Regions from separate parts of the Triticum aestivum genome. Here region 1 is linked to region 2. The links are chromatin contacts, called in public Hi-C maps. All regions are on one chromosome and are shown on one strand. Each heading gives the region's core, a stretch centred on a gene start, on an enhancer-like site or on the middle of the called end of the contact. The rest is flanking DNA. Distances are from core to core; before and after follow the strand shown.

The links. Hi-C and Micro-C count contacts between places; a contact is called where the count stands out from the background.
Region 1: a Hi-C map of leaf shows a contact between it and region 2, with 4 times the contacts expected there. The contact joins the promoter of LOC123091200 here to the promoter of LOC123091198 in region 2. A contact is called at or near these places in 2 of 5 Hi-C or Micro-C datasets (both in leaf).

What each region holds. Positions count from the first base shown.
Region 1 is chr4B:89,450,422-89,456,928 of IWGSC CS RefSeq v2.1, reverse strand. LOC123091200 (polygalacturonase) reads right to left here and starts at 3,669. Exons shown (of 4, transcript XM_044512631.1): 1 at 3,073-3,669; 2 at 2,699-2,988; 3 at 2,390-2,618; 4 at 1,975-2,297. The coding sequence starts at 3,654. The coding sequence ends at 2,046. It overlaps LOC123091201 (26S proteasome non-ATPase regulatory subunit 13 homolog B), which reads left to right and starts at 3,772. Exons shown (of 2, transcript XM_044512632.1): 1 at 3,772-4,357; 2 at 4,861-5,261. The coding sequence starts at 4,232. The coding sequence ends at 5,196.
Region 2 is chr4B:89,131,731-89,138,346 of IWGSC CS RefSeq v2.1, reverse strand. It overlaps LOC123091198 (probably inactive leucine-rich repeat receptor-like protein kinase At5g48380), which reads left to right and starts at 1,396. Exons shown (of 3, transcript XM_044512630.1): 1 at 1,396-1,716; 2 at 2,239-3,112; 3 at 3,525-4,962. The coding sequence starts at 2,294. The coding sequence ends at 4,526.

The DNA.
Region 1 (6,507 bases), core at 2,420-4,919, 320 kb before region 2:
GAATACATCATGTGTTGAGCTACCCACTACTTTGATCACACCACCTATTTTAGAGGACTATGTTGATAATTTGACTTTGCCATGTGATCAAACAACTGAAATACCAACAATTTTGAGTGCACCCATTGAATTAACTATAGATGCAAAAGAATCAATGTTTAATCATTTTGATATGACCTCTAAATTTGGTGATGATTCTGTGTCCAATGACTTGTTGCATGTTTGCTTATTTAAGCATGTTGTAGCATGTAAATTTGATGCAAGTAAGGTTTATTCACCAATGTTGGGATGGTTTAATGATGAATACTGTCAATCTTTTGATAGGAATAAGAGCTTCACTTATATGTGCAAACTGAGTTGCAATATTTTCATGCCTTCTACTTATGATAATATTTTGGCTTTATATTTTATGATCTATGAAAGTTACTCATGTATACATGTGTCATATGTGCCAAAATCAAGGGAAGTAAAAATGGATGACATATACATATATAACATGTATACCTTGTCTCTTTTGTTAACCACATTTCAGATTAAGCAACGTCGAGGACGGCTTTATTCTCAAAAAGGGGAGGATGATGAGGACATGACTACCTTGGATATGACCAAAAATATTGCATACATGCATATTTGTCAGGTGATTTCTAGTGTAAACTATTCAATAATCTATTTATATTATCCAGAACAAAAATACTTCACACACTTTTGTGTTTTGTCTAATTGCAGGTGTATGGGACATTTGTACAATTCACATATGAAGATAAGGGAGAAAGAGATGTTTAAGTGTTGTTCAAAAAGTTCTCTCACGTCACTTTTGAGCCAAGAGAAGATAGAGTCCAAGTCTCTCACGTTCTGGATTCAGATTCGGACTGCACAGACATACCTGACTCAAAACGCCAACAACTTTTTCATACGGACTCCAAATTGGGTGATTCTTTTTTTGTTGGAATCTAGATTTTGTGCTCTTTCCAGCCCAACTGGGTTCACCTTCAAATTCGTCCGAAGCATTGAGATATCGACGAAACAATCAGACACTGCAGCAGAATCCGAGTTAAACAACAAGTCCAAAGGTGTTGCATCACCTCCACTTGGGCCCATGAGCCTTGTACGACCTAGGGTTGGTTTTAGGATGCCTTGGGACGTTCTCCCACCTTTTTGGCCGCCACCCCTTCCTCCTATATAAGTAGATCCATCTAGTAGCTTTTTCCTTGGGATTTGTTTAGTTAAAAGTTAGCCATTGCAACTTCGTGTACTTCGTTTGTGTCCAACGACCAGACCAAGACCGCTTACGGATCCCCACCTTTATTAATACTTCATATATATTCGCAATATTCAGATTGCTTTATTATATTCTTGCTTGTTCTTCGATTGCTTGCAGGAATAGACCTTCGTGGTCAGGTTGATCGTGCTCCGGCGTGGTCAATAACCTCTCGAAGTTGGTTTAGCGATTGGTAAGGCGCAACGTCGTGCACGTTTGTAGTCAGATCGTCAAAGTCATCTCTACCAAATCGATAGTTATCATCTCATCGAAAGATTGGGACACCCCGCCTCTATCAGGAAGGGTGAAGGGCGGTTGGATCTGGGTTCCCCCGTCGCCGCCAGGGAGGGCGACGCGGGGGACGGGTCTCTACGTAAGATCTCACGGACTGAGGTTTCGTTAAAGTCTCAGTTAACTTAGATTTAGCAATCCCGTTTGTGTATTTTACTTCAAAATTTGCCGACAGCGCCATGTTCATAAGTACTCCCTCCGGTCCTTTTTAGTCTGCATATAAGTTTTATTTGAAGTCAAAGTATCTCTACTTTGACCACACTTATAAAAAAAATTATCAACATTTACAATACCAAATCAATATTTATAAATTCAGTATGAAATGTAGTTTCATAGTATATATATTTGGTATTGTAGATATTGGTATTTTTTAATATAAATTTGGTCAAAGTTTGTTGAGTTTGAGTTGACACAAATCTTACGCGGAGTAAAAAGGACCTGAGAAAGTACATAGCGTATTGTATCCAACAATAATACTGTATTTTAATTCGTCATCTCACTTGTACAAAAACATTTCCCAGTCGGCCAGGCAACTCGGCGGAACAACCTGCCCATGCGCGACCCCATGCGCGTTCCTGCAGAGGGACTCGGCCGCTCGCCGCCTTTCCCCGTACCCCAGCCAAACGTTACGCGTGGTGATTCCGGTGCACGGCCGGCTCGGGCTGCAGTCGAACCGCACCGCCACCGGCGTGGCCGACGTCCCCTCGACGTTCGTGTATGACACGTTGGTGATCTTGATTCCCGAACCCTGAAAGTAATATAGCACACCGTGTCGGCACTCAGCAGAGCTCCCTGAAAATACAGTGTTGACAAGAGTGTGATGATGGACGGGTACGACACCTCGGTGGGGCAGCTGATGTTGCCGGGGCAGTAGTTCTGGTCGACGATGATCGGGTTCCGGACGTCCCTCATGACCACGTCCGAGAAAGCGACGCCGTCGACGAGCCCGCTGTTGGCCTTCGCCCACGACTTGATCCGCAGCCCGTTGGTCGTCCCGGCGAGCGTCACGGCCTTCACGGTGATGTTCCGCACGGCCACCTGCTCCGGCGTGTCTCCCAGGCTCCCAATACTGGCAATGGCACAGCACACGGAAGAGATTATTAGACACTTATCAGCAGTGGATGGACAGGGTTGGGCCTCGTCACTCGCCTGATGCCGTGCCCCGGGCCGCAAGTGACGCCCTGAATCCACACGTCCGACGAGCCCTCGACCATGGAGATGCAGTCGTCGCCGGTGCCGATGACAGCGTTCCGGATGGTGACGCCGCTTGACTGCTTGACGTGGATGCCGTCCGTGTTGGGGCTGTTCCCCGGCGCCGACACCACCGTGTCCACTATCGCCACGCCGGTGCTCGCCTGGACGGTGACGTGGATGCCCGCGCTGTTCAGGGACGTCAGGCCTTGGATCACCACGTTCCTCGACCGGTAGATCGTGAACGACTGCGACGGAGCATCCCCAAATCATTTGGGTTTATGGATTATCTCCCGGCTCATTCTTTTTCTGAAAGAAAAGCACGTACTGACCCTGGTGGCGGCGGGGCAAGAGGAGTCGCCGCCGGCTCTCCGGCACGCCCAGTAGGCCTGGCCCCTGCCGTCGAGCGTGCCGCCGACGACGGACACCCCGTCCACGTTCTGGAACACGATCCAGAGCTGCACGCCGGCGTACGGCACGGGCGCGAGCACCGTGCCCATGATGTTCACGGCCACCGCGCCTCTCCGGCACGGCCCGCTGAACCTCGCCCTGGAAACCAAGAACTCGCCTGCCGGCACGACCACCGCGGACGGGCCCTCGCCTTCCGCACCGCACGCCGCGGCCCACGCGCGGAGGAACGCCCCCGCGCAGTCCGTCCGGCCGTCGGCCACGGCGCCGTAGTCGACGACGCTGTAGGACGCCGCGGAAGCGAGCGACACGCACAGGTGGGCGAGGAGAGCAAGGCCGGCGCGCCGTCGTGGCGGCATCGGGCGGTAGCGTCTCGTGGGTCTGCGCGTGGCCGGAGATGCGTGTGTCCACAGTGCATCGGGCTCGTGACTTGCAACTTTGCAGGTTGTTGGTGGATTGGATGGATTGCTGGCAGCTTGGGAGTTGGGAGTTGTGTTAAGCAACATGGTTGATAGGTACGTGGCGTTTAGCTTCGAGCGTGCAGGACGAGTGTTTCGTGCCTTTGCAGTGTTTATGGAGTGATCACTTGTAAGATTGGGTCATGTGCACATGTTGCTACATTTGGCCATCTGTTCTTGTGCATCCAGAGCCTGGTATTCGGCGGTCCTTCTCCGCGCCATTGTCAACCATTGACGTGGAGAGCGCGGCTCATTGACGTGAAGCCTTGCCATCAAACCCTTTAACAGTCGCGCAAGGGGCGATCGCTGAGCCGTGCCACGTCGATGTATATACTGTCCCTGTGATTGGTTGGTGCGTAGTTACCATCCACCCCAGATAACACCTCCCCGCTAACCTCCATCTATTATCCTCACCACGAAGGCAGCCCACTCACGCGACCTCCCTCTCCCTCGTTTCCTCTCCCATCTAATCCGCCGCCATTAGCAGCGCCAGCCAGCGGGAGAGGAACTGGCTCTGCTCTCCCATGCAGCCACACCAGCTTCGTCGCCTGGAGGGAGGAGAAGATGGCGGTGGCGGCTTCGATCTATGATCTGCCTCGATGCGGGTCTCCTCCAGTGAGTGCCTATGCGGCGACGGCTACGGCGACAACGAGTGAAGGAGATGAAGTGGAGGCAACTCGAGGGCCTCCTAGGGGGCCTGGTCCAGTTCTCCCCCGCCGCCTCCTCTGCTCGATTTGGCCTCCAAAAAAAGGTGGGTAAGGCGACTCCCTTTGGCTGAAGCTAGCTGATAAACTCGCTGCTGCCAAGTCCCTTTTGGGTGTCTTGCACAAAACGGTCTGTCTTGCTTCAGTTCAGAGCAACGTCTTAATTCACTCTTTTGATTTGTTAATTATATATGTTACGACCTGCACTTTGTTATGTTATGCGACCTGTGATTCACGGGCCGTCTGATGATGATATTGAGCATTTTTCTCATGTATTACAAATATCATGAGTCTTATGATGAAGAGATGTCCAAGTAGCTGCATGTTTTTGGTTCAGTTCAGTAGCGCAAAAATCTGAAGAAGTATAATCATAATATTTTTGTTGTCTAATATAGTAATATGTCACAGATGTACATGTACCACATTTTCTGTTCTGAAAGTTTCATCATGATTTCTGAAATACTTGCATTACATTTGGTTGCTTTCTCGAGATATTGCTTTCCATGTCACGGGGCTTATCACCACTGTGTGGTCTTTTCCTTTTGTATAGGCAGGCGATGCTCTGATTCAGCCGTATACTCATTTCATCTCTGATTTTGAGAGCAAGATCAATCTTCTTAAATTTTCTCACTTCGCAGTAGTAGTTTCACTCCAGTATTCAGATAAAGATGCTGGTATAAGCTATCTCGAAGGCGTAATTTCAAAACTGCGTGATACCAAGGAATCACGGGTTGAAGAGCCCATTCTGTATTTGAAGATGCAGATTGCAAGTTTTCTTCTTGAGAAAGGGAATCAAAAGGAGTGTAAGAAACTGGTAGACGAGGGTAAAACCACTTTGGATAGCATGGGCGATGTTGATCCTTCAGTACTTTCGACCTATTATTAGTTATGTTCTCAGTACCATAAAGTGTGTCAAGACTATTCTGAATTTTATAAAAATGCTCTTCTATATCTTGCATACACAACAGTGGAGTCACTTTCAGAACCACTCAAACAGGTATTGTTGCTTGCCTGCTCTTTCGGCATGAAAAATTGGATTTGATGGTTGTTGTTTCCGATTTCCAATAATTACCTGCAGAACCTGGCATTTGACCTCTCACTTGCTGCTTTACTGTGTGACAACATATACAACTTCGGGGAGTTGCTTTCCCATCCAATTGTATGTCCTTATATACTTATAATTTATATGTACCTTTATCTTGTCTGGTTACACTTTACTACTTACTCCTTCCTTGCCATAATTCTTGTCATGGTTTGTTGTGGCGTGAGTGGGATTCGGTTCCACGCCAAATCAAGAAGTCTACTCCGGCTGATTAGACTAGCAGGTCCATCCATCCATGTACGCTTTTCCTTGTATGCCTGAATTTTTTCAAGGGATCGGTGGCAGCAAGATCCACGAGGAGCACGAGGCGGTGCATCAAGATGGGCAAATACGGTGTGGCAACGGGGTGGGCAAGAAGATGAGGGGATTGAGGCGAGGTGTCAGGACCCCGACTCAATGCCACATCGATATAGCGTGTAACACCTCATATCACTTTGCGGCCTCACGCACGGTATTCCCACGGGTGTCGCCTTACCTTTGCCCGGGACCGTTTGCGCCTTTTGGCACACGTATATGATAGTGTCGCTAGCATCCATATGATAAGGAGCCTGGGCTGACATGGCTAGTCGTGAACCCAAAGTGGCACAAACTTACAGGGACAGGCATCCATGACCCAGCATCGAACGTGTCGGTCATCAGCGAGTGAATCCAGGCTGTAGCACTGGGCTAGCAGGACTTCGGTGAACCGGGCTGTAGCTGGCTAACAGGACTCCGGAATTCACCGCGTGACATTTCCCCGAAGGGACAGACATAGGATAGAAGAAGGACACATGCCGGCCAGCCTAAGTGTTCCGGAGCAGTAGCAAGCTACTATGGAAACACTAGGAGACATTTCCCGGTATGAGAGGCTACTAAGGATAAACAACTAGATAGTCAGATCCCACACATACCAAGCATTTCAGTAACATACACACAATATGCTCGATATGTGCAAATACAACATGGCATCACAACATGACTCTACAACTCAAGTATTTTATTCAATAGGCTCCGAGGAGCGAGATATTACAATCATGGGTCTCATGACCCAACATTCAGAGCAAACAAGTCAAGCACAAGCGGAAACTTAACATGTCTGAGTACAGACATCTACAA
Region 2 (6,616 bases), core at 147-2,646:
TTGAACAAGTTTTGTGCAATATTTAACTACATGAAAACAAAACAAGTTAGCACAAGAAACACCAACAACAAGCATGATGAACATGAATGATGAAATGGCACTTACCCTATCTTCATCATTGGTGCCACTTGGGTTCAACTTGTCAACCGCCTTTTGTGCGGCCGCCCATTGTTGACAATCCTTGTTGATTGTCGACCACTGGGAGCGAAGAGATCATGCGGAGCGGTCAATTCCACTCACGTTGCGTAGATCAAAGTGTTCTTTCATCCGGAGCCAATAAGCATCTCTACTTTGATCACCTCCAACGGATGGATCCCTCGACACGTCCAACCAAGTTTTGCATAGCACGACGTCTTCGTCGTTGGTGTAGTTGCCTCCTCTTCCTTTCGGTGCGTCGACAATGCCCTCACCATCCTCGTCCACCTCGAACTCATGGTCTTCAAACTGCATGTCATTGGTTTGAGACCAATGCGAATTGTTGGAGCCAACACCCATAGTTGACATGTATGCATCATCGTTGACACTACAAAGTATGTAGAACAATGAAAATAAGCTATCTATATGTATGCATTCAAAAAATAACAACAACAAAAAAGTTGGCGAAATTTTATACCTTTCGGGCATTTCAACACATTGTGCGCGTCGGCCGCCGGTTCAACGAGTGAGCTCGCCGGCGCTTCGGTAGCCGCCGCGCCCGTCGTACGCCCTGCAAGCTTCTTCCTCGACTGCTTGGAGGAGCCGGAGCCGTCTGTCGCCTTGTTCTTCTTCGCGGAAACCTTGCCCTTCTTCGGTCGCGCCGCATTTGGCAACTTCGAGAGGGGGCATGTGGTACGGCGGGCGCCTGCGCGACGCCACCCGCCACCGAGGTCATTTGCGGCGGCATGAAGAGGCCGCGTGCGATGCCAGTGCTCGGAGGAACTCCGGCGGGGGCAAAGCCAAAGCTCACCGCGCTAGGGTTTGCGGCGGCGGTGGCGACGGCGGAGTGGTCGCGGCTGTAGGAAGGGGTGGGGGGTGCCAGCGGGGGCGTCCATCGGGCCAGTTCGCCGGCGACTGCGCATGCGGGGCGAAGGTGGCACGGCGGAGAGAGTGCGGCGCGAGCGCTCGAGTGTGCCACACGCGAAAGCGGGCGCATCAAATACACAGCACGCGATGGCGATTCGAACCGCATGCCCAACTCTATATGCCGTGCTCATGTTTATTGCGCGTCCGCTGGAGCCACTCTACCGCTTGCGCGCGCTAAAAAGGCCAAATTTGTAGCGCGACGCTCATTTTGCGCGGCTCTTGGAGATGCTCCAAGCTGTGAAATTTCCTCGTTCTCCTTCCGCTCACCGTTTAGTTGACCAGCATAGGTGGTCCAAATCCAGCGACCGACCAGTGGGCCCCAGTCTCAGGCTCCCTCAAAAAAAAAAACACTCCCGTCAGCATAGTCCAGTCCACGCTCCGGCTCCAGCCCCGAAACCTCGAACCACGCCACCGCCCCACTCCGACTCCGACCCCCAAACACGCTCGCCGACCGCGACCGGGAGGCGCCGGGATCCACGGAGAGCTCCACCGCCCCTGCTTGACCGGTCAGCGTGACGGCCGGCTGGCTGGCAACGAGGGCGAGGCTGCAGCGAGATCGACGATCGGCTCGGCTCTGCTGGGCTGGTCGCGACGGCGAGCTCGCGACACGGGATCGGTTGGCGGCCGCGACGCTAGTTACGGCGGGACGCCGAGGTAACCTTCATCCGCGCTCTCACCGTTTCCGGCCACTGCCAGCAACTCAGCTTCCATCCTCTGCTTTGCTGCCACCGGCCAAACGCCCCCGCACCGATTTCACTTTCCCTGATTTGTTTGCATGTTCTGTGCCGCGGGCAACCAAATCCGAGTCTCGCTGCAGTCCTCGGCTTCTGTCCGTTATATGGATCCGTGAGCGGCAAATTTGGTTTGCCAACGCGTTGTTTTGATCCAGATTCCTTTTATTCAGTTTTGCCATCCACTGATCTCCATGCAGTGTGCATCTTAATTAAGTAGGGCAAGTATTAATTATGATGTGCTCATTCGGATACATTAGTGCCAGGGCTCATTAGTTATCTTTTTTGGTTATAGTTTAATGCTTGTGCATTGCTAAAATCAGTATGCTCTGTTGGGATTTACTCCCTCCGTAAAGAAATATAAGAGCGTTTAGATCACTACTACATGTTTGGTTTACATATATCTTGCCAAGATTTTCATTGTTTGTCGCATGTTTCCTTTTAGGCACTGAGAAAGCTTCATGATAAACTCTGGACGTTGAAGTAGACAGCACGCTAGGATGGCCATTCGGTGTTTCTATGCTGCTCTGGTCCAAATCCTTCTCTGCCTTATGCTCTGTCAGCCATGCTATAGCACAGTGACTGACATCCAATGTCTGAAGAGGTTGAAGGCATCAGTTGATCCGAACAACAAGCTGCATTGGACATTTGATGACAACAAAGAAGGATCCATATGCAGTTTTAACGGCGTGGAGTGTTGGCATCCTAATGAAAACCGGATTCTTTCTCTTCGGCTTAGCAGCATGGATCTTAAGGGCCAATTCCCTGATGGACTCGAGAACTGTAGTAGCATGACTTCGCTGGATCTGTCAAGCAACAGCCTTTCCGGGCCAATCCCGGTTGACATCTCAAAACGGCTTCCATACATCACAAACCTTGATCTCTCGTATAATAGCTTCTCTGGGGAGATTCCAGAATCGCTAGCTAACTGCACTTATCTGAATGTTGTCAGTTTACAGAATAACAAGTTGACTGGAGCAATCCCAGGGCAGTTTGCTGGTCTTTCTCGCTTAACCGAGTTCAATGTTGCTAACAATAAATTATCAGGCCAGATCCCATCATCTCTAAGCAAATTCTCATCATCCAATTTCGCAAATCAAGACCTCTGTGGGAAACCTCTTAGCGGTGATTGCACTGCCTCTTCAAGCAGTCGTACAGGGGTGATTGCTGGTTCTGCTGTTGCTGGTGCAGTCATCACTTTAATCATTGTTGGTGTGATTTTATTCATTTTCTTGCGGAAAATGCCTGCCACAAAGAAGGAAAAGGACCTGGAAGAAAATAAGTGGGCGAAGTCTATCAAGGGAGCAAAAGGAGTGAAGGTATGCCCCCCCCCCCCCCCAACCTCCCCTGATCCTGAGATGCTATCTAGTTTTGTATTTATATTAAAAAAATGTTAGCCGTCCTTTGTTTCTAACTGACAAAATCTGTCGCGTCTTGCCCCAGAAAAAGATGTTTCATCTTTGTGAAGATTCAGAACTGGAGATACCAAATTATCAGTATCTATTCTAATCAGATTAACGTTTTTGCAAAATACAAAAGCAGAATATTCTTATACATATATCTTTTGCCTTGAAGAATAACCTGTATCATAGGAGTAGTATTTAACTAGAAGTATAGCTGTCAGCCATTTATTTTAAGCACCAGACGTATCGAAAACATGACTTATCAGCTTAGGCATACAAACTTTTGGTTGGCTATTGTCACATGTGTTTCTGTAAATTCTCATTACAGGTATCAATGTTTGAGAAATCAGTTTCAAAGATGAAATTGAATGATCTGATGACGGCAACAGGCGATTTTACCAAGGAAAACATTATTGGAACTGTTCATTCCGGAACTATGTACAAAGCTACACTTCCTGATGGTTCATTCCTTGCTATCAAGAGGCTGCAAGAAACTCAGCATTCAGAGAGCCAATTCACATCCGAGATGTCAACATTGGGAAGCGCTAGGCAACGCAACTTAGTTCCACTGTTAGGTTATTGTATTGCTAAGAAAGAGAGGCTCTTGGTGTACAAGTACATGCCCAAGGGTTCACTCTATGATCAACTACACCATGAAGGCAGTGATAGAGAGGCTCTGGAATGGCCAATGAGGCTAAAAATTGCCATTGGGGCTGGCAGAGGGTTGGCGTGGCTTCATCACAGTTGCAACCCCCGAATTCTTCACCGCAATATTAGCTCCAAGTGCATACTACTTGATGATGACTATGAGCCTAAGATTTCTGATTTTGGGTTGGCAAGGCTTATGAATCCAATTGACACCCACCTGAGCACATTCGTCAATGGCGAGTTCGGCGACTTGGGTTATGTAGCTCCTGAGTACACGCACACCCTTGTTGCCACGCCAAAAGGGGATGTCTATAGTTTTGGTGTAGTCTTACTTGAAATGGTCACCGGTGAAGAGCCCACACGTGTATCAAAGGCCCCAGAAAATTTCAAAGGGAGTTTGGTAGATTGGATAACATACCTATCAAACAACTCCATACTTCAAGATGCGGTGGACAAGTCCCTGATCGGAAAGAACAATGACGCCGAGCTGCTTCAAGTTCTGAAGGTCGCCTGTTCCTGCGTGCTTTCTGCTCCAAAGGAAAGACCTACAATGTTTGAGGTGTACCAGCTTCTGAGAGCTGTTGGGGAGAAATACCATTTTAGCGCTGCTGATGATGAACTGGCGCTCCGACCGCAGGATGCAGACTCTAAGAAGCTGGATGAGCTTATTGTGGCGAAATAGACGGGTCTGTATGGTACATTGATGCTCGGTGTTTGTTGTATCTTGTGAATGATCAGGTTGATATGATAGTAATGTACTATCTGGACTCCTTCAGTAGCGAAACTATCGGAAGCTCAATCAATGCTCATGGTCCTGGAAATAGCATGTTGTTGTAAGATGTGTATGACTTGTGATGTTCACGTTTCTGTACTTGCTCAGTCTGTAGTGCATCTTTGGGATTATGTAACTGGTGTGTGAGACGGACCACCTCACGTTTTTGTAGAAGTACGTAGTTTGCAGTGCTCAGTTTGATGTGCTCTTTAGCAAAAAAAAAAAATTCCTTATGGCCCTTGGAGATAGCATGATTGGACACATATTTTCTTCATTTTTGAGGAAGACACATGCAGCCTGAAACAATTAGCCTATAAACTTAAATGTTACTCCCTCTGTTCACTAACTTCTTTTATCTGAATCGGATGTGTATATACATGTTTTACTGTGTTTGTTCAGTCATTTCAGTCTGTATGTAGTCTATATTGTAATATCCAAAACATCTTATATTGGTGAACGGAGGAAGTAGCAAATTGGAACAACCATGTGTGGTATTAACATTAGGATTTTAGGAACAAGATATGTATGTGCCGTATTTGAGGTACGTAGTGCAGTTTTTCTAGAAGGAAAAAACAATTAGCAATTTTTTTAGGATAATTTTTTTTCAATTACTCCCTTATTTTCAGAATATTCGAAGTTCTAGATTTGTCCTAAGTTATACATATTTTAGTTTGATCAAGTCTATAGAAAATTTCAGGGGCTGACCCATGAATTATTGGTGAGAACTGGGCTCCAAAACTGGGGGCCCAACTAGTGAAAACGGAGCTTCAAAGCTGAAAAATAGTTGAACTTCAATGGAATGGAGAGAGTACCTTGGATGTAATTCTCTTCCCCATGAATTATCGACACAATGTGGGTAGCCAAAAAATATACATCTCGTTTGTTCAATATAAAAAGATTAATGGAAAATCAAAATCATAAGTCAAATTGATGACATCACACCATGTAAGGAGATTAGACTTGAAAGTTTGATCCAATCCGTATCTGAGTTTCAAAATAGGCCATTCACGGGCCTAACAACTCGATAAGAATGTGCAATAACACTGGCACACACCCCGCAAAAAAAGTGGCACACAATAAAGTGCGATAACTAACCACCGGAGGCGATGACCCCGCTCTAAGTCTAAACCAGTTAAATATGCCACTAGATAGGTGTTACTTGTGTATGTGTTGTTTTAGTAATACTTGTGTACGTGTTTGAACCAATGAATTTTGCGATGGTTCCAGCAAAACAAAACAAAAAAAATTGCCGGTGAGGCACGTCTCAGTTCCAGCAAAAGTGGATGCCGGTTCCAGCATGATTTTGTTCCGGCTACAAGCCCTATCACCATGTTGACCCCCCCCCCCCCCCCCCCCCCCCGCGCCCAGCGCCCAGACGTGTTGGGCTTAGGACCCCCTTGTCGGTTCCATCTTGGGCCACTTTGGCCGGCCCATGACGATCTACGAGGAGCACTCCGCCATGTGCCCCGTCAGTTGTAGCAGATTGTCCACCACATCGATTGTGACACCGCGGAGATGGATGTAGCAATTACCTTCGCCGGCCGTAGCAAAAGCCGACGCGGTTGCAGTAAAAAGAAGTCATCGCCGCTACATCGATTGTGACTCGCCGGGGATGGATATAGCAAATTGCCGCCGCTGTAGTGGCAAAAAGCAAACACGGTTGCAGCAAAAAAGTTGCAGCTCGCCTCCCTTCCCTTGCTTAGTTGAAGCTCACGGCCTCGCCGACTGCAACACCCGACCACGGGAGGAAGACGAGGACATGGACAACCATGGTTGCCCAAGTTGCAAGTAGCCGTGGACCATTGCGGGGAATAAATGGTGGCCAATCAGGCTTGCAGCATCCCGGTGTATCACCCCCATCAACCCATCCAGTAGCACAACGGCGAGCACTGACCTTGCAGCAAAATTGTCGGCAGTCAAAAAATTGTTGTTGGTTGTGAAGATGGTTGGAGAATAGATGTATTCGGTGCTTAGAATAGGGAAGGGTTGCGTGGATGAGA